Linked DNA regions of Mus musculus: all the other regions are linked to region 3. A link is a contact called in public HiCAR-type and promoter capture Hi-C data. All regions are on one chromosome and are shown on one strand. Each heading gives the region's core, a stretch centred on a gene start, on an enhancer-like site or on the middle of the called end of the contact. The rest is flanking DNA. Distances are from core to core; before and after follow the strand shown.

Region 1 (4,542 bases), core at 1,230-3,729, 2.7 Mb before region 3:
GCTCTGACTACTGAGTGCTAAGTTTCTAGGCCTGGGACACCACACCTGAACATATTGCTTCTGTTTAAACTATTTTTCATCTGCTCCTCTATTTGCCTTAGCAAATAGACCTTTATCTCTTCAGTAGCTCCTCTAATCTCTTCCATCAGTTACTTGAATAGTTCTTTGCTAGTACAATTTGCAAATGAAATCTGAAATGGCAGAACAAAAAGTTTTTCCTATTACGAACTAGAACGCTTCTCACTTTATACTTCTCTAGCATTTCCAAAACAGAAGTTATTTCTCCATAGAGAAGCTGTAAAGATTGCACACCAGTTAAGACAATTTGTTTCTCCTGAACTCCTGTACAGCTAGCCTGTTGTACATATTCAAAAGAAGTGCATTAGAAACCTAGGAGACCAGGTTGTAACAAGGCTATTTGTTCAAAACATGCTTATGCAAATCATCTTTTAAAAGCTTTGGTTGTTGTTCTTATTATTTTTGTCACTATTTTCTTATGGGTAAAGATGTCAACAATACCTGCTAAGGTTACTACAGAATATGAACTACTATATGAAGTAATTATGAGATCCTTTATAAACAGTTCAATTTCTTCTCAACTAAGGTATTAATTCAATAAAGAATTTATTATTATATACTTGAATATCCAATTATACTATGTAAATAGAGGAAAAATATTGACCTTTGGGTCCATCTCTGAATTTATTTTATCATAATTTAAAGAAGTTCAGATTATCCACCTGATGTTATAACAAGAACAGGAAATCTGAGAAAAATTATAAAGAGATACACTATTCCCATTCCTGGTGCATTCCTATTCTTTCCTGCAATGGAGCTTAGTTTCAATAAACCATTACATTTTCTAGTCACTTTAGTAAATTTTGCTAAAAAGCCACAAAAGCATTGTCACAAAGCAGTCAAAACAAATATTAATATTTAGTGTCTAGGATCTAAAGATTATTTTATAAATATTTTCACTTAAAATACTTATTCATGTAACTGACTCAATTATAAAACTGACCATGATTAAAATCAGATAGTCAAGAAAATATGAAGTTAACTTTGGGATTTAAAACATAAAAGACCTCATAAACGTAAAATACCTTCTAGGTGTTTAGTACAGACGATAACAGTTTTGTTTTGTTTTTTACTTAAGACAGACAGCAGCAGCAAACACTCTCTATAAACAAGGACCTTATAAAAGAGATACTTCTTGAAAAAGTTTATCGTTTGAAAAAAATTTTAATTTAACGTTTATTTTTATACATTGCATACCTATAACTCTAACAACAGCATTTTAAAACTCACATATGTTTAAGTTTTGGTAGGTTGTTCTAGTATTTATGGTTTTACTGAAGGAATGATGTTAAAAATAGTAAGTGCTAAGGGAAAGTCTTTCCAGACAGATATCTTTACCTTTAACCCCCAAAGGTAGTTTTCCAGCAATGAAGGCAACTGTTTAAGGCACACAGAGAACTGATGAAATTTCCAAAGCTTTCAGTTTCATAAGTCTTGTTCTCCAACTATAAAGTGAGATGCAAACCTAAAAATAACCTTTACACGGTTCTGCCTATTGAAATGATTTCTAGACTGTACTTCCCAGAACTTTGTATTGAGCAAGGGTTCTCTTTTTCTTTTAATGAAACACGGACAGTTAGAAAACAGTCTGAAGCTTTTTACCAACTATCATTAACACAAAATAATAAAATATTCACTTTTAAAGCCAGTTTTGTTAAAAAAAAAAAAAAGAAATAATCCTAAGGATAAAAAGTGTATGGCATTGTGCACATAATTCCACAGGTTGAATTTAAGAATGAGGTAAATGACAAACTTCTGAGATTTAGCAATTACGACAATTACACTAACTTTCAGAGTAATATATGTAATTTCTATGACACTAAAATTGAAATGCCACAAATCTGCTTAAAATTCCCTCTTTTCCTAAGTCCAGAGAGTGCTTCTAATAAATCCACCTCTGGACATTTCTGAAAGTCAAAGGAACGTAAAATACGCCAAGCTCTATCTACGACCACCCCCATTACTGCTCCCACCCATTATAGAGATTTTATATTAATTTTAGACCATACATCAGCTGTGCTTAAGAAAAATAAAATTAAACCAACTAATATGAGAAAAAATTTCGAAGCAACATTACCTCTCAAGTAGAGCCGGACTTTTCCTCCTTCCCCTTCAACCCTACAACTCTAAGGTTCAAGATTGTTTAAAAAACCTCAACATTACCCACCACACTAACCCCTCGAGCCGTTCTTTTACACTGTCAGAATTTTTAAAAAGTACTTTAAAAGTCCTATACCTTTGTCTTCACCCTTTAAGACTTAAGCTCTGAGAGAAAGGGATGAGGGACGACCAGGACTGTGTGAAATCTGAGGTACGAGGTGGGCGGAAGGCTAAGCGGCGTCCAGGTTGACAAAAGAAAGAACTAGAAGTCCGGTGGGATGCCGGACCAGGTTTAGCGCAGTTATCCTGAGCGCACGTGAAGCATCTAAGTGGGAGGGACCTAAGCTTCAGCTCTCGGACTCCACCGCCCCCAAGCGACCAGAGCCATCCTAACCGAAGCGACTCACTGCAGCCATGTTGGCGTCGTCCCAGTCCCGCCTCTCTAGCTCGTGGGACTCCACCCACCACGGGTTCTAAACCGAAACAGGAAGTGGGCTAGGATCCCTCGAAACCCGCTACAACCGCCACCCTCCGCGCGCCCAAGCGACCCACAACTCGCGGGTCCAGCCCCTGTCCCGCGTGTTACCTGCCCCTCCCCCTCCTCCCGCCCGGTGAACTCGAGAGATCATGTCGAACATGGAGAGTATCCTTTCTGTTGGTCAAGATGCTACCAGGGCCTTGGGGGCTGGGGAGGGGGGGGCGAAGGCAGGGGTGCTGGGGACACGCCCAGGGGCTTGACCCTTTGGGCCCGCACGTGGGGCGAGGGAGCTGTGATGCGGATGGGTAGGCTCCAGCGGCCTGGGGTTGGCCTTTTTTTTATTTTTTTTATTTTTCACCCTCCTCCTCGCTGCGGCCGCCGCCTCCGCCTCCGCTGCCATCCTCGAATGTGGGGAGGGTCAGAGGAGCCAGTGGACAGACAGAGATAATTGAGCCCGTACCGCCCCTTGTTGAGGATTTCTGTCACCTGCCTTATCAGTGAATTTTTGGCCTCTTTGAAATTGACAGGGAATGGTGCCAGGACCTAGGGGAGGCGACTGGAGTTTGCCTATGGCTCCAGGCGGAGGTGTAGGTTCTCAAAGCGTACGTGGACAAACTGCTTTTGGCGAACTGCCCTTTAATGACTGCAGGTGACTGGTGATGAGGTTGAGCGATTGCTACGAACCCTCCGAACTAACTGTGCTCGCTTTCTGTTCCCGCTGCATTCTAATTTAACACTTGAGGAAATTCAGGTTATTCCTGAAGCCATAAAGTCCATCAGCCAAACCTGTCTGGCCACTTGGGCAATTAGTAGGGGCTAAGAATAAAGCTTCCTGGTGACGTCATGAACACAATTTGGCTTTCTTTTTCTTTTTCACTACTTAAATTCCATCACAGAAGCTCCATGTTGCTGTAATTTTTGCTCCTTCCAGGGGTTGGCTTTAGAGAAAAATAAAATAAATTGCTTTTTCTTCAACTCCAAGATAGCAAAAAGATAAACCATGGGTTATGGTAACTGTTCTGTAGCTCGTGTTAAGCTCTTTTGGCGCTATTAGTCTATAAGCCTGAAGTACAGGTAAAAATGGTTTTTTGATGGGTTCAATTTTATGTCATCCAGTAAATCTTGCAGCACTAGTCAGGATATGCTGTACATTAAAGTGCTAGCCTGGAGGAAAGGTGCAGATCATGAAAAGATGACCAAGAGAGGTCCTGTTTCTACTGCATGTAAAAAAAAATAGTGACTGTAGTATAGTTTTAATATTAGCATAAAGTGACAAGCACTTTATTGAACTCTGAGTCAAAATATCAGTTTTATTTCCCAAGTTCCTTGAAACAACAGTTTTCTGAATTAAGGCATGGTGTTCATCCTCTGTCACCCACTTGACTCATTTGGGAAGCATATTGTCTCACCTTTCAACCCTAGAAAGGCATTTTTAAAGTAAAAAGAAATGGTAGTGCCTACTGAATTGTATTTTTGAACATAATCTGAAGTATTAGAGATTTGAAGAGCTTTAAAATTATTAGCTCTCTTTTTTTTTCCTAGAAAATTTGAAAGGATTAGAGGCAGTAGCTTCAAAAGCTTTTATTTCATGTTCTGAAAATATGGAAGCAGGCTATTTTTACTTTGTCTAGCCTGCCTTGTATTCCCAGTAACAAAATATGTAGTTACTATTTTTTCTTTCTTTCTTTCATTTTTGGTTTTGTTTGTTTGTTTCTTTGTTTTTGAGACAAGGTTTCTCTGTGCAGTTCTGGCTGTCCTGGAACTCACTTTGTAGACCAGGCTGGCCACCTGCCTCTGCCTCCCAAGTGCTGGGATTAAAGGCATGCGCCACCACGCCCGGCTGGCTGTTACTGTTTTTTCAATGAAAAGTTTTAACATGTTCATTT
Region 2 (5,079 bases), core at 1,219-3,718, 2.9 Mb after region 3:
CTGGCCTCGAACTCAGAAATCTGCCTGCCTCTGCCTCCCAAGTGCTGGGATTAAAGTGTGCACTACCACTGCCCGGCTTGTATTGTTCTGTTTGAAGATGCCTCTGATACAGACACTTTGAAACACACATAGAGACATCCAATGAAGAGGATCATGAAAGTCTGTAAGAAGCTTCAGAATTATCAACAAATGTTGTTTACCCCTCTCTTTTTACTCCCTACTGGAGCTGTTTAATGTAAGTTCCAGATGTTCTATCATTTTGTCTAAAAATACCTTATTGTTGGGGTCCAGGAATTGCCTCACAAACTACACGAACACCAGTCTCAGTCCAGATTCAGGAATTGAGCCATGACCGCGAGTTAAGATCCTACAGGGTTTTAAAGCCCTAAATCCACAAACATCTTTGCCAAGTTATTCTACCAGTCAGGATTAAGAAATAGGAGGATTTCCTCAGGAACATGTCTTTGTTGTACACTTATCTTACTCCCATTAGCTGGGATATTCACTGTGGCAGGGAATTTGTTTTGTCTAATATTCATGTCTTAACTTGCCAACCAGGATGTTAGTTCCCAGGGAAGTCTTAGGCACTTGAACTTTAATTGACCACTACTCAAAATGGAAGTCTTTTTTGATTTTTGTTTTTTTTGTTTTTTGAGACAGGGTTTCTCTGTATAGCCCTGGCTGTCCTGGAACTCATTCTGTAGACCAGGCTGGCCTCGAACTCAGAAATCTGCCTGCCTCTGCCTCCCGAGTGCTGTGATTAAAGGCGTGTACCACCACTGCCCAGCTCAAAATGGAAGTCTTATTCCAAATAGTTTATTATATTGGTGCAAGTGTCTCTTATGTTGGGGTCCATTTCTCAGGGAATCACAATGTCCATGTCCCCATCAGTATGTTTTGAGTCCTTGCTGGCCTCGAACTCATCATAATCCTATCTCAGTTTCCAGAGTTCTGGGCTTCAGGAGTGGCTTTCTTAGTAATATATAAACCAGAATAATTTTTGTTGGCTCTCGACCTCTTATGTATCTTTTCCATTTCCCTAAGGCCTGAGCTTTGCCTTTGAAAATGACTGCATCTTAACTAGAACTTCTGAAGGGGATAACCACATTATAATTGCACTTATTTGTTTATCTTCACAAAATGAAAGAAGCCATAGAGTCACAGAGCTAAGCAAATGCTCTACTACTGAGATATAGCCCCAGCACTCACAGGGTCTCACTAAGTGGCTTGGGTTGGCCTGAATGGATTTTGAATCTGTAATCCTTCTGCGTCAACCTCAAAGGTGCTGGAACCCTAGGCTTTGGTATCTCCACGAACAAAATAAGCCAATTCAGGCCAAATTAAAGTATAAAGGCAGGTTTATTGGGGGCAGCCTCCAGGCAGGTTCATTCACCATACAGGAGGGGGGTGTCAGTGAAGTCACCATGGAAAGATAGGCAGAGAAGGGGGAGAGAGAAAGCAGGCATGCAGAGAGAAAAGAGAGGGAAAACCAAAAAGGTCTGTATTACATAATGAAGAGCTGCTGGGTGGCCCAGCCTCTGGGTTGGAAAGTTCAGTGTAGAGGGTGGGGTTTGCCAGTCATGCCCTGTAACAAGGATGAAGGATGGTGGGAGAACCTGAAGGCCAGGTCCACTTTGGTATGTTATATATGCACCTCAGCTACTTGTCCCGGATCTGAAACCCAACAGGCTTGTGCCACCAAATCTAGCTATTATTATTTTTTTACATTTAATTTTTTCATCATTTCATATATGAGTAATCTGTAAGCCATTCATTCCCATTCAACTCTTATCATGTCCCCTTCCCAACCTCTCAAATACATAAATAACCTCTACTCTATTTGGTATTGCGTAAATAAGGGCGTGTGTGTTTGTGTGTGTACTTCTGAGACAGGGTCTTGTTTATATGCAAGCTCAGTCTGGACTAGATCTTGAGATCCTCCTGCCTCTGCCTCCTAAGCACTGTTATCAGAGGTGTGCACCACCACGAGCGGCTTAGGCTTTGTCTTTGAAAATCCTTCTTCAGTGTCAGCTTTAAGTTGCAGGATTGCACTTCTAGGTGTGTGAATTCCAAGTATGTTCAGTGCCAGGCACTGGCGGGGAGGAAAAGGGGGCAATGGAGACCTCTATGGGCCAGTACAATAAGACAGCCTCCACTCACAAGGACAAGAGAAACAAGCGCGCATTTTACTCACGCTCTTAACTCCTTCCCTTCGCTCTCATTACTCAACATTCACACTCACCGCCACGCAGTTAGGACGGAACTGAAACCACCACCGGTCACGTGAATCAGCAGCCCCCCCCCCCTCCAAAAAAAAAAAAAAAAAAACCCAAAACGTAAGGCCACTCTAGCTAACGTAGCTAGCTAGCGCCAGTGCTCGAGGGCGCAGGCGCAAGACCTTCCTGGGCGGGGCTCAGGAAACCGCGCTCGAGCGCCAGATCCCGGATTGGCCCGCCGCGAGGCGGGCAGTTGGCTCTACCAGTCTAGTGCGTGAGCCCAGCCTGGGTAAGGCGGGAGCGAGCGAAATTCAAGCGCGGTTTTAACTGGGAGTCTCCTTTCCTGGGCTCTCCGGATTCCCTGGCCATGGAGGCTTCCCAAGGCTTAGCGGAAGTGGAGACTTTGAGCCCACAACTGGCCGAGAGTTACCTGAGGTATGTTTGGGTCTCCGGACGGGTCGAACTTGCAGTCCCTGGCCTGGGGTTGAGGTGGAGTGGCTCCCACCTCCCCCTAGGATCTGCTGTGGCTTTGACCAGATTTCTATTTCGGGGAGCTCGCCCTGCCAAGTCACTCGTAAGTCAAATAACTCTTGAGTATGAACTCTTTAAGAGCCTGAATTTTAATTAACTGATGAAATCTTTGAGTCTTTCTAACTCGCCAACCGCCAGACCTGGGAGAAAAGAGGAAAAATAGTCCCTAAGTTGTTAGCAATTGGGTAGTGAAAATGGGATCTGAAACAGAAATACTTTATGGTGTTTGATGGATGCTGTAAAATGTTTTATTTCCCGACCAGAGTGCTGCCATTAAAAGAAAGGGGGTCCAGTTACGAAGGGAAGACATATGCCCCCAAAGGAACCATTAAGCCCAGTGAATGAATACGCTTTCACCAGATGCCTAGGTTGGAATATTTAACTATTAAAAATTGTAGTGCAGGGCTGGAGAGATGACTCAGAGGTTAAGAGCACTGACTGCTCTTCCAGAAGACCCAGGTTCAATTCCCAGCACCCACATAGTAGCTCACAACCATTATGTAACTCCAGTCCTACAGGATCCTATGTTCTGGTACCTATGTGATGTACATGCGCCCCCCCACCCCCGCCCCGCGCGCGCATATGCAAAACACCCGTCTATGCCTATATAATTTTTAAAAGACTACATAAAATATTAGCAAAGGATTTGTAGACATTTCTCTTAAAAAACACATAATGGCAAACAGGCACATGAAAAGGTTGCTCAAAACCACCCCTAAGTAGAGGAAAAAAGATCACAACTATAATGGGGTGTGTGCCATCCCCTCCTGAGACTGAAGATACAGAGGGTTGTGAGCCACCATGTGGGTGCTGGGAACTGAACCAGAGTCCTCTGAAAGAGCAAGCACCTAGTCCTCTTAACTACAGAGTCCTCTCTACAGTATGTAGATTTATGTTGTTAACTTGTAGGGTTTTTTTTCCTTGGAGACAAGGTTTCTCTGTGTGGATCAGGCTGGCCTTGAACTCACAGAGACCCACATACCACTAACTTTTGCTCAGTGCTTGGATTAAAGGCTAGCGCCATCACTGCCAGGCATAGGTTTTGTTTTTTTTTGTTTTTTTTTTTTTTGAGGCAGGCTGCTCTTGAACTCTATCCTTCTCTCTGAGTCCACATAGTGATGGAATTACAGGTACATAGCACCATGTTCCAGTGAATCAACGATCAGTCAGTGGACAGAGCCACCAGTACTCTAAGTAGAGTTTTCCCTCGAGGGACCTCCTCTTAGATAAAAATGGAGAAAAGAATTTCAAGACATACCAGAGGGAAGCAAAGTTAATGAGTCTCTAAATAAACCTGGAGTCTTGTAAGACAGCCCATGGGCGTATGCTTCACAAGAGAGTTGACTCTCGGGGGTCTTCACAGTGGCCACCACTATAAAAAAAGTAAGTGGCTTTCCAAGTTTAATATCACAAAGGATGTAATTTACTATAAGGCTTAAAGATTAAATCACTCTTAAAATGTAATTAAATTAAAAAATAGACGAGCTGGCTTACTTGTTTTTCTCCAAGGATGCTCCTTTACAACTGAAATTCTAAGGTGGTTTTCTTAGGCTCATTGTTTGGATTTAGGATGAGAAGAGTGCTCAGTCAGTGAAACTCAAGAAGTTCATGCAACTTCTGGCCTGAAATAAACAGTTTGTTTGCTGTTTTTTTGGTCTGGTTTGGTTTGGTTTTTCGATACAGGGTTTCCCTGTGTAGCCCTGGCTGTCCTGGAACTCACTCTGTAGACCAGGCTGGCCTTGAACTCAGAAATCCACCTGCCTCTGCCTCCCGAGTGCTGGGATTAAAGGCGTGCACCACCACGCCAGGCTCTGAAGGCATTTTTTTTTAAAGATTTATTTATCATATGTAAGTACACTGTAGCTGTCTTCAGACACATCAGAAGAGGTCTCATGACGGATGGTTGTGAGCCATCATGTGATTGCTGGGGTTTGAACTCAGGACCTTTAGAAGAGCAGTTGGTGCTCTTAACCACTGAGCCATCTCTCCAGCCCCGGCATTTTTTTTTAACAGTTTTTTTTTTTTTTTTTAATCTATATTAGTGGTCTGTGTGCACGGATGCGGTGTCTGACAAAATAGATGACTAGAGAGACAACCGTGGGTACTGGGAACCAAACTCTTATATTTTGGGGTGTGAGCCTAGCCTTTAATGCCTGAGCCATCTCTCCAGCCCTTTTGAGGTTCTCTTATCCTTTCCCTTTACACCATTTAACACAATAGTTGTACCATATGCCTTGCTGCTACCAGTTACTACCGTCCTTCTGGTACTGACTACCTTTCAGAGACATGGAGAGATCCTGTTGTGTTTTTTTGTTTGTTTGTTTTTGGCTTT
Region 3 (4,382 bases), core at 802-3,301:
TTCTAAATGTTTGTTTATTGGCTGTCTCAGGGTTTCTATTGACATGGTAAAACACCAGGACCAAAGCAACTCAGACAGGAAAGGGCTCATTCCCTTTATATTTATGTCTACATCATAGTCCATTACTGAAGAAAGTTAGAGCAGGAACTACAGGTGGGAACGGAAGCCAAAGCAAATCCAGCTCACAGGCTGGCTCCCCTAGGCTTGCTCAGTCTGCTTTCTTATGCCACCAAGGACCACATGCCCAGGGGGTGGTTAATAAATAAATCAATATCAATCAAGAAAATGCCCTACAGAATTGCTGCTAGGCCAAATTAACAAAGGCATATTCTCAGTTGAGAGTCCTTGTTCCCAGGTGACTGTTGCTTTTGTCAAGTTTACATAATCCTAACCAGGACATTGGCCACTTGATGTGTTGTCTCTTAACTTTGTGTCATAGTCCAGAATCCCACTTCCATCCTGCCTTATTGCCATCAAGAGCTGCTGCAATTTTCCCAGTGTGTGAAGTGAAAGTTTCCTGCTGAAAGAGTATTCTTCTAAGCTTCCTATCTGGACATCTCTGCCCCTACAAGGGGCCCATAGAACCATTTCCCCTTGTAGGCATTTTCACCATTGCTCATGTGGGTGACAAGATGCTCCCTCCTGTGACTAAACATGGTCCTGCCTAAGGTCAAACCAAACCTCTCTTTCTTTCCACCTTCTGTCTCTCTTCAGATGCCTTTTAATAATCTACCATGAAGTAAGAAAATTAATTCCAAGAGGCCAAACAAGAACTCCAGCTACTGTGTTTTTGCACCCAGTGAACAGATTTGCTTTTCAGGAAGGAAAAACTAGAGAACATCAAATACTTTTAATTCCAACACGTGATAAATTAAGTTGATTCCTAATTATGCTATTTTAAAATAGTCTTGTACATATAAAATTATGTATGTTATATATAATTTTATATATGCACACACACATACTCACTTGTAAAATGGGAACAAAACTATCCAACTTGTAGTTATTCTATACAAGTTCATGCAGTGTGGAGCACCAGCTAACATAGTTTTATGTTCAATTTATGGCAGTTAGCTACAACAGTATTAATATTTTGGTCACAGAACTTAATCAGTAAGGCTTGGAGGCATGGGCTTTAGAAGTTTTGATGGAGAACCCTTGTAAACAAGATTAGGCGATTTTTATTAAAAGGCATGGCATGGGAGTGAATTCCTTGACATCTCTTCCATCTTGTAATGAAACAGTTCCTCTGGAATAGCAAGCAACAAGGCTCAAAGCACTGAGGTCATAACCATTTCGTTCCTTTGTTTTATAATTACCAACCTCTAAAATGTGAAAAGTTAATTTATAATGGTTAGAAAGTATGCAGTCTCATATTATTAATAGAAGCACAAACTAAACTTCCATGCTTTTATTTACCATTATAAGCTGCTGTATTTTTAAAAAAAAATAAAAATAAAAATTGTACTCTATGGGAGATATTGCTGTCCTAACCAAAAAAAAAACAAAAAAAAAAAACAAAAAAACAAAAAAACAAATGCATATCCGAGAAAGTATACAGTAAGCCAGTATCAAAATAAAGAAATAGTAATCAAAGAAACACATTAAAAATATTTTTTTCCAGTCATTAGATTGGCTTAGAATCAGGAAAACCTGGGGCTATAAAATGCCAGAGAAGATCCAAATTTCTGTAAGGAAGTAGTTTTTTGACTGAGGTGTTGTTTTTTCTAAACACAAAGGGCGGGGGAAGAGCGGGTCTGAGCGCATCAGTGAAATCATGCTGCCATCAAGCGGCTATTTTTATAAAGTAAAAAACAAAGTCCGGGAGTGTGTTTTCTTTATGCACGACTTTGGCTGTTTGTTCTGGAAGAGACCAGTGAAGGTACAAAGAGACAAAATGTAAAAGGAAGGCTAAAGCCGACTGACCAGGATGCCCCACCGTTTAGCTCCGGAGATTGCCCCGGAAGTGAATTCGCAATTGATTGACACCTAGTTTCTTCAAATTAGAGTCTGGAAACCATGGCAGCAGCAGGAAGTTCCGGCTGTTTTAAAGTCGCGGTTCCGGTGTTCAGGATGCCAGGGATGATGGGAAGCCTGTTCTTGTTTATCGGTTTGTACGGAACTTCACCCGCGGTAGAGTACGGCCTGAGAATTTTGTTCCAGCACCGGTGTGAGGTGGCTGCCTTTATCGATGGAAATGAAACCCGGGGCTGGGGCTGGGGGATGAGGGGGGAGCGGGGGAGACCTTAGTCTCCCGACCTTAGCACAAAAAGGAACAGTCCCTGTCCTATTTGCACATGTGCACTGGGCTGTACTGAATTACCCAGTCTGCTGTGTTTTCTGGGCCAGAAAGATGTTTGGCGGGAAGTTTGTTTCGTCAGGGCTGGGGTTGGCTCGGGGGCGGTTGCGGGGGACGGGAGGGGGCGGGCATCTAGCACTGGAATTCTAAGGGCATAAATCCACACACCTGTCTAGACATCCATCCATCCTTTCATTCAGGAAAACATCTGAGCCCATGAATTGCCAGACCCTGGATACCTGAGACACATCCACTTGCTTCTCAGGTACTGTTTATTCTAGTATCTGGAGCCAGACTATAAATAAATGGTTGACTTAATTTCAGATAAACATGAGTAATAGAAAGTAAAACAGGCCAAGCTATACAGCAGGGAGTACCCTTATTTTAACTAAGTGGTCAGACCTTACTTCCTTTAGAAATGATGATTGAGGACATCAGGAATGGTGGCAATTAATGACTTTGAAAAGACTTCAGGTACAGATGATTACTGCATCATTTCTAGTAGTTCTAGAAAGTTGGACTAGAGGGGTTCAGTGGATCCAGAAGTGCCAGCTCTAGATCTTGGACAACAGTGTGTGCATGTTAGGGCTTTGAGCATTCCAGTTAAAGGCTTCCTCTGACTTAGTCCCAGCGTCCTGAGGGTGGGGATGCCTGATTCCCTTCCATTTTCTCTTCTGCTTTCCCACCGTGTCTTCATTCTCTCTGGGTCCTGGGATCTCATCCTTTCAGATTGGACATCTGTGGGCTTCCCTTTGCTATGACGTAAGTGTGGTACAAGCGGAGCTCCAGTGCTATCCGTGAATACTAGTAGAGTTCTAATTCTGGTTAAGAGTTTGGGATGGGGCCTTGCTGCACTGTAACTGTGAAGGTGTTTTATAAAGAATCTTGTGATGATTCAGCATTGTGAAATAGTGACAACAGCATGGTAAATTGAATCAAATAAACCCAGACATATTGTTTGTGGGCAAAATTAGAACCCTTCCAGTTATCCCAGGTACAGTTCATGCTTGTCTTGTTGGTCCCTTCCTATTCTGTATCACCTTCCTCTTCTCTCACTTCCCTCTTCTCTCCATCTCTTCCCTCCCAGTCTGGGTCCCGTCGTCCCCCCACCCCCGCCCTCTCTCCCTCACTTTTATAGGGTTTCCTGTAGTTTAGGTTGACTTCAACCTTGAATTTTCTATCCTTCTCCCATGTCCTGAGACTATAGGTGTATGCTAGCATCACCTTTGGCCTGTTTCTCTCTCTAGGTTTGGAGTGCATAATGAGGAGAAATAAAAACAGAAAGATCTCCAGAAAGAAGCCATGGTAAGATTCAAGGTTTCACAGTCCAAGCTAATGCCTGTGGACACTTGACCAAGTGATCTGAGAAAATTGGATTTCTGGCAAAACAAGTGTACCTAGACTCAGGCAAGGTAAGTGTCCAGGTAGGCAGGGAAACATGAGCTGCGGTTGCAGGGGGGAGTTGAGAATGGTAAATGGATTGGCACATTGCTGTAATGTAAGGACAGTGTGGACATTTTTCTGCATTTCCTGCTTAAAGACACTTTACTACTTGACTTCAGTTGGAATATTAAGGGCACCCCAGCAAGCTGTTTGTGTCGCAGACAATGGCATTTTTTTGTCCCATTGTGTTGGATGGCAGCTTGTAGTTGGCTAGGATGCAGTTCTTTCTGTAGTCAGCACCTTCCTCTTTTCCAGATACAGGCTGTAGAGTAATTTGTCTTCTTTGTTGTAAATACTAAGATTTAGGACTATATTTTGCATATAATGTAGGTACATTTTTTTGAGGACAGACATTTCTTATAGTTGGGAAAAGCTGCTTAGAGGAAGTAAGATGTCATGCCACGGTGTGTTTTGAGCCATAATCATTACTGACTGCTTGCATCCATTTGTAATTTAGCAAACACTAACCCCTGCTAAGGGCTTCCTCCGTATTCCCACATTCAAATGACCTGGACAGACTGATAGCTGAACTCCTTAAATATAAGAAACCAAAGCAGTTTAACAACAAAGAAATACAGCATGGTCTCAGTCCAGCTTCATCTCTAACCCAATGTTTCTACAAGCAGAATTCCAGACCAAC
Region 4 (4,522 bases), core at 586-3,085, 2.3 Mb before region 3:
AATGGTGCCTAAGGAGATCAGGTAGTTTACCTAATGCTACATACCAAGCAAGTGACCAAACGTTCTCTTTGGTAGTTATCAGAGTTTGGGTCTCTTCTTTGAACAAATGGAAAAAAAAATTCCTGCTCCTCCTGCCTTACCGCATTTCAGGACAGAAAATAGCATCTTGTTATCTGATCAGCTGCTTGCATTTAGTAGGTAAGTGTGTGGAAATAGGTATGCATTCAGTGATGCAGGTGGTGTGGGTCAGTGTAGTACAGATCCTAACTAAGTGGTCATAAAGGTGAATCCCAACAGAGGGCAACTGAAAAGAGAAACATACCGGGAAAACTGAGGTTTTCTATGCCAAAACTAAGGATTGCCTGACAAATGTTGAATTATGATAGTCAGACTTAGGTAAAAAGTGAAAGAGCAAAAGATGCCAGTATTTCTAAGTAAACTCTGACATCCTGCTTCTAAGGTCCTGACCCTGTGCAAGGCACAAGCTCCTTACTGTTCCTCTCCATCCACCTTCCCATCTGTGACCTATCAGAGAATATGAACTCTGTCTTTGCAAAGCCCCCACAGTCAAGACAGGAGAGGGCTTTAGAGGCAAAACAATCTCCATGGGAAAAACTCCAAGTTAGAATTTCTTGGACAGAAGGGAAGCAACTCAGCATATTCAAGTCTGTTCAGTTAAGTTGATGAGTAGGTGGGGAATTCTCTAGTAAAACGGTGTTTTGTTTTGTTTTGTTGGGGCTTTGTTTTGTATTGCTCCCTTCATACAACAGACCTCTATTCTGTTTTATGTAGCAAGACTATTTATAAACTCTCTACCACCAACTCTAAATCACCAGCCACCACAGCTTGAATTTCATTAGTTAGGCTCTTTATGTCACCAGTTTAAGAGAGCTGACTGAAGAAACACTTTAACTCTACTAGACGGATATCCATGTAAATCTTCACAATGCTTTGTAAGCCAGTCCGTCAGATAGTTTTCCTATGAGAGCCACACCAGCATCTGGTTATATTGTGTATGCCCTACATCCCTGAACACATAGGTACACACACCCCTGCTTCCCCCTACCCACCCCCCGCTGGTTACACAGCTGGTGGCTGAAGAGAAACAGGCTCTGGGCTGAGACCTTACTCTGGCTATCCCGATCAGGGAGAAAGAAATCTGGGTTATTTCACTGATTCATTAGGAAAGAGCTTTCTACCCTCCCTTCTCTGGATCTTATCATGTCCTGTCTGCAAAATGAGGAGTTAGGGAGACAAAAGCCCCGTCTTCCTCATCTAACATTGCTTTAAGTTGGAAAAATAAAATTATAAAAGAAAACAAAAAGCATGAAAGGAAAAACAATGTTGGACTATGAAACAAGCAACTACAAACTGACTTCTGGGTGTTCTTTAAACGGAAGATAGTCTAAAGGTGTAGAACAGTCAGGGAACTGTGCTTTCTGGCCTGGGTGGGTTGCAGAACTCAGAAACCTTGGGTTGGCTCCAAGTTACAGTCCCTGGCCCCGCGGGGGGCCAGGCCCAAGTTTGGGAAAACAGAGTCAGGGGCTATTGTGGTCCAGACAGAAGCAGAAAGACACGACAGGCAAGCTTCCTTCCTGCCTTGCTCTTATCTGAGGGTGCAGAAGGCAGTAGGAGCATGCCTGGGGTGCAGGTGAGGCATGTCTACCCTAAGCCGGCCATCAGCTCCAGTTCCCCTCTCTTTCCAACTAAGCAGCTACCCACCCCCACTCGGTTGCACTGCAGAGCTCGGGCCCCCTCCCGCTCCTCCCTCAGCACCTCCCTGGCCCCGCCCACCCTCTCCCACCCAGCCTGGGACTGCGTCATAAGTAAGCCCAGACCTGAGCTCGCTGCTGCCTGTGGAAGACTGGGAGAGGAGACACTAAGTGCTGCTCAAGCAAGCGCGATCCTCTCCTCTTTCAACCTGCAGCCCAAGATACTGATTCGAGCCGCGCCTTACCGCGCAGCCCGAAGATTCACCATGGTGAAGATCGCCTTCAACACCCCTACGGCGGTGCAAAAGGAGGAGGCGCGGCAAGATGTAGAGGCGCTCGTCAGTCGCACTGTCCGAGCTCAAATCCTGACTGGCAAGGTAGTTCCCACTGGGCCCACCTCTGTCTTCTGGGGTTTGGGGATGGAGAGAAAAGGGGGAATATGCAGGTGCAGAGAGTAAACTGTTGGCTGCCCTGCAGCGGAGTTCCAGGCAGGCCAATCTGCATTGAGTTGAGTGGGTCACCTTTTACTCTGCTTCAACTTATTCCCTCTGCATCCATGCGATTCTATCGCTTAACACCACCTACCCCAGGGAAGTTGTTGGAAGGAGTTTGAAGAAATTCCTGCATGTCATTTGTTCTGAGAAATGGGTTATGGAATTATCCAGAGAAGCAATTATAGCTACAGGGGCCGAGCAGCCACACGGAGTGAACAAGGGCAAGAGACTTAACTGTTCTTTATTTTTGACATGGGTAAAGTTATATGAATCTCTGTCTTTGTAGGACTGCTTTTGTGGCGGTTGAATGGAGGCAAGGGGCAGCCTGAACTCCAAACTGTATGTTCTGGGGAAAGTGTGTTTCTGCACGCGCATGAGCGCGCGCGCGCGCGCGTGTGTGTCTGTGCACGCGCGCGCGCACACCACCCCCCCACACACACAATTTTAGTTAGTGTTAAGGGTTAGATAATGGAGCTATTAAAACATATATTGGTTTTAATTCTTGATAAATCACGTTTAAAAATAAAATTTGAGATCTTATTGTTTTGGTTGTTATTATTTTTTACTTTTTATTATTTTTTTAGCAATATCCCTCATATAGCCATGTGAAGCATATCCATGTTGCTATTTAAACAATTCATTTTCCAGGCACTGGAGAAGTTCTCTCTTCCTAGGTTGTTCATCTAGACAAATTTATATTTCCTTTTAATGCCAACCATGTTTGTAGTGTCGATAAACTCTTTTTCCTCAGTTAAATCTTAGTTTGAAAAAGTGATAATATTTTCTTCTACTTCTGTGGAATCTGCAGTACTGGAGCTCGATCTGCCTTAACTTGTCCTGGTGTCTTTAGAGAGTTTTCTCTTCTAGGTTCAGACTGGATATTTGAAAAGTGCTTTGAGTGACATCTGAATGCATATAGTAAAACATAATTATGCATACAATTTGGAATGCCAATGTGCGCTGCCGCAGAACTTTCATCATGGAAACTTCCGATATTTAACTGCAATCAAACTAGCTTTTGTGTATCACACATTTTAGAACTCAAAAGTAACACCCCCCTTGCATTGTTGAGGTTTTAATTAAATGACACAAGGTCAAAAATATGTAGTTGTCTTCCTACTAACTTTGTAAATGAAACACGGCCAGATTTGAGGGGAGGTCTAAGGAGATGCCAGTTGTTAAAAATAGCCACACAGTAATCCTTTTTTCCCCTCGCCACCAAAAACTTCATGACTTGTAGAAAGATTCAATTAATATGTAATACTTCTGCCAGTCCTGTGGTGTGATGGGGACTAAATAAAAACAAACCTTTCACTTGATTATATTTTTTGTTAGGTTTCAGAGAAGCGGCAATAGAATCCTGTCCTGGCCCCCTTTGTCAGTAAAACATGACACATTACTTTGCGATATATGGATTAGGTCTGATCAACAGAGAATGAACACATTGGACTGATATTGGCAAGTGATATACAGTAACTTTTAAAATACACTTCAAAAAGAAATTAGCTATGATAATCAATTCGTTCAACTACACCGAATCTCACAAAGTTAAACGAAAACAAAAGAAATCCTTGTTCCTCCTAAATAGGGACCTCTAGTGAAACCGAGACCCTCATACTTTAGCCATACTAAACAATAAACTTCCTGAATTATTGGAAAAGAGATATGAAATTACAGTTCAAATTGTTCTTCTGTCTCAATAACAAAAAATTTCATTGCTCAGAGAATTTCAAATTAAGCTATTATGTGCCTTTTAGCAAGTCATTTCATATTTCCGCACCTAAATTTAATTATACAAAATGTCTCCTGAGATCCCACAGTTCTATGACAGTAGTTTCCAATCAAAATTTAAAGTTCAGTTTCTGTAGTGTTCAGTATTATATAGACTTTTAAGGAAAATAATTAAGACATTTCAGTATGTGTAGAATCTAACTGATGAAATAAGCTTAAATAAATTTTATTAAAAATATGAATCTCAAATTTTGACCTCTAAATTAAAAAAAAATCTTTATTTTGAAAACAAAATTATCAAATGATTTTCTACCCATGCTTATTCCATATTAACAAGCATTTTTTTTTACCAAATTTAATATAAGGGCAGTTAAATATCCAAGTATTATAGCAATTTCATGAAAAACTCCAATGGAAGGCCAACGAAAATAATTGTTTAATATCAGCTTGGGTTATCAGGGCTGAGATTGCCTGACTTCACTAATTCTATCGTCGAGATGTAATGTGGCCGAGGAGTATGTTGTGACATGCAAATTTAAAATGGCACGCCTTGCAGCTCCATGCCCTATAATTAATTGCTTCCTT

Evidence for each region. Promoter capture Hi-C pulls out the DNA fragments that hold promoters and counts their contacts. HiCAR-type assays count read pairs that join an accessible place to other places.
Region 1: a contact with region 3 is called in a HiCAR-type map of astrocytes, with 11 times the contacts expected there. The contact joins the promoter of Tent5d here to the promoter of 5530601H04Rik in region 3. A contact is called at or near these places in 8 of 39 promoter capture datasets (the 3T3-L1 cell line, 3T3-L1-derived adipocytes, the C10 cell line and 4 more), 1 of 115 datasets of contacts at active chromatin or transcription factors (astrocytes) and 2 of 9 other capture datasets (adipose tissue and liver).
Region 2: a contact with region 3 is called in a promoter capture Hi-C map of cranial neural crest. The contact joins the promoter of Ercc6l here to the promoter of 5530601H04Rik in region 3. A contact is called at or near these places in 2 of 39 promoter capture datasets (cranial neural crest and liver).
Region 4: a contact with region 3 is called in a HiCAR-type map of astrocytes, with 5 times the contacts expected there. The contact joins the promoter of Itm2a here to the promoter of 5530601H04Rik in region 3.

What each region holds. Positions count from the first base shown.
Region 1 is chrX:107,814,414-107,818,955 of GRCm38.p6, reverse strand. It overlaps Tent5d (terminal nucleotidyltransferase 5D), which reads right to left and starts at 2,479. Exons shown (of 6, transcript NM_001163104.2): 1 at 2,315-2,479. 2610002M06Rik (RIKEN cDNA 2610002M06 gene) reads left to right here and starts at 2,622. Exons shown (of 8, transcript NM_025921.3): 1 at 2,622-2,821. The coding sequence starts at 2,806.
Region 2 is chrX:102,154,480-102,159,558 of GRCm38.p6, reverse strand. It overlaps Ercc6l (excision repair cross-complementing rodent repair deficiency complementation group 6 like), which reads left to right and starts at 2,468. Exons shown (of 2, transcript NM_146235.3): 1 at 2,468-2,651. The coding sequence starts at 2,584.
Region 3 is chrX:105,067,793-105,072,174 of GRCm38.p6, reverse strand. It overlaps 5530601H04Rik (RIKEN cDNA 5530601H04 gene), which reads left to right and starts at 2,051. Exons shown (of 5, transcript NR_015467.1): 1 at 2,051-2,175; 2 at 2,500-2,564; 3 at 3,547-3,711.
Region 4 is chrX:107,400,673-107,405,194 of GRCm38.p6, reverse strand. It overlaps Itm2a (integral membrane protein 2A), which reads left to right and starts at 1,835. Exons shown (of 6, transcript NM_008409.2): 1 at 1,835-2,089. The coding sequence starts at 1,979.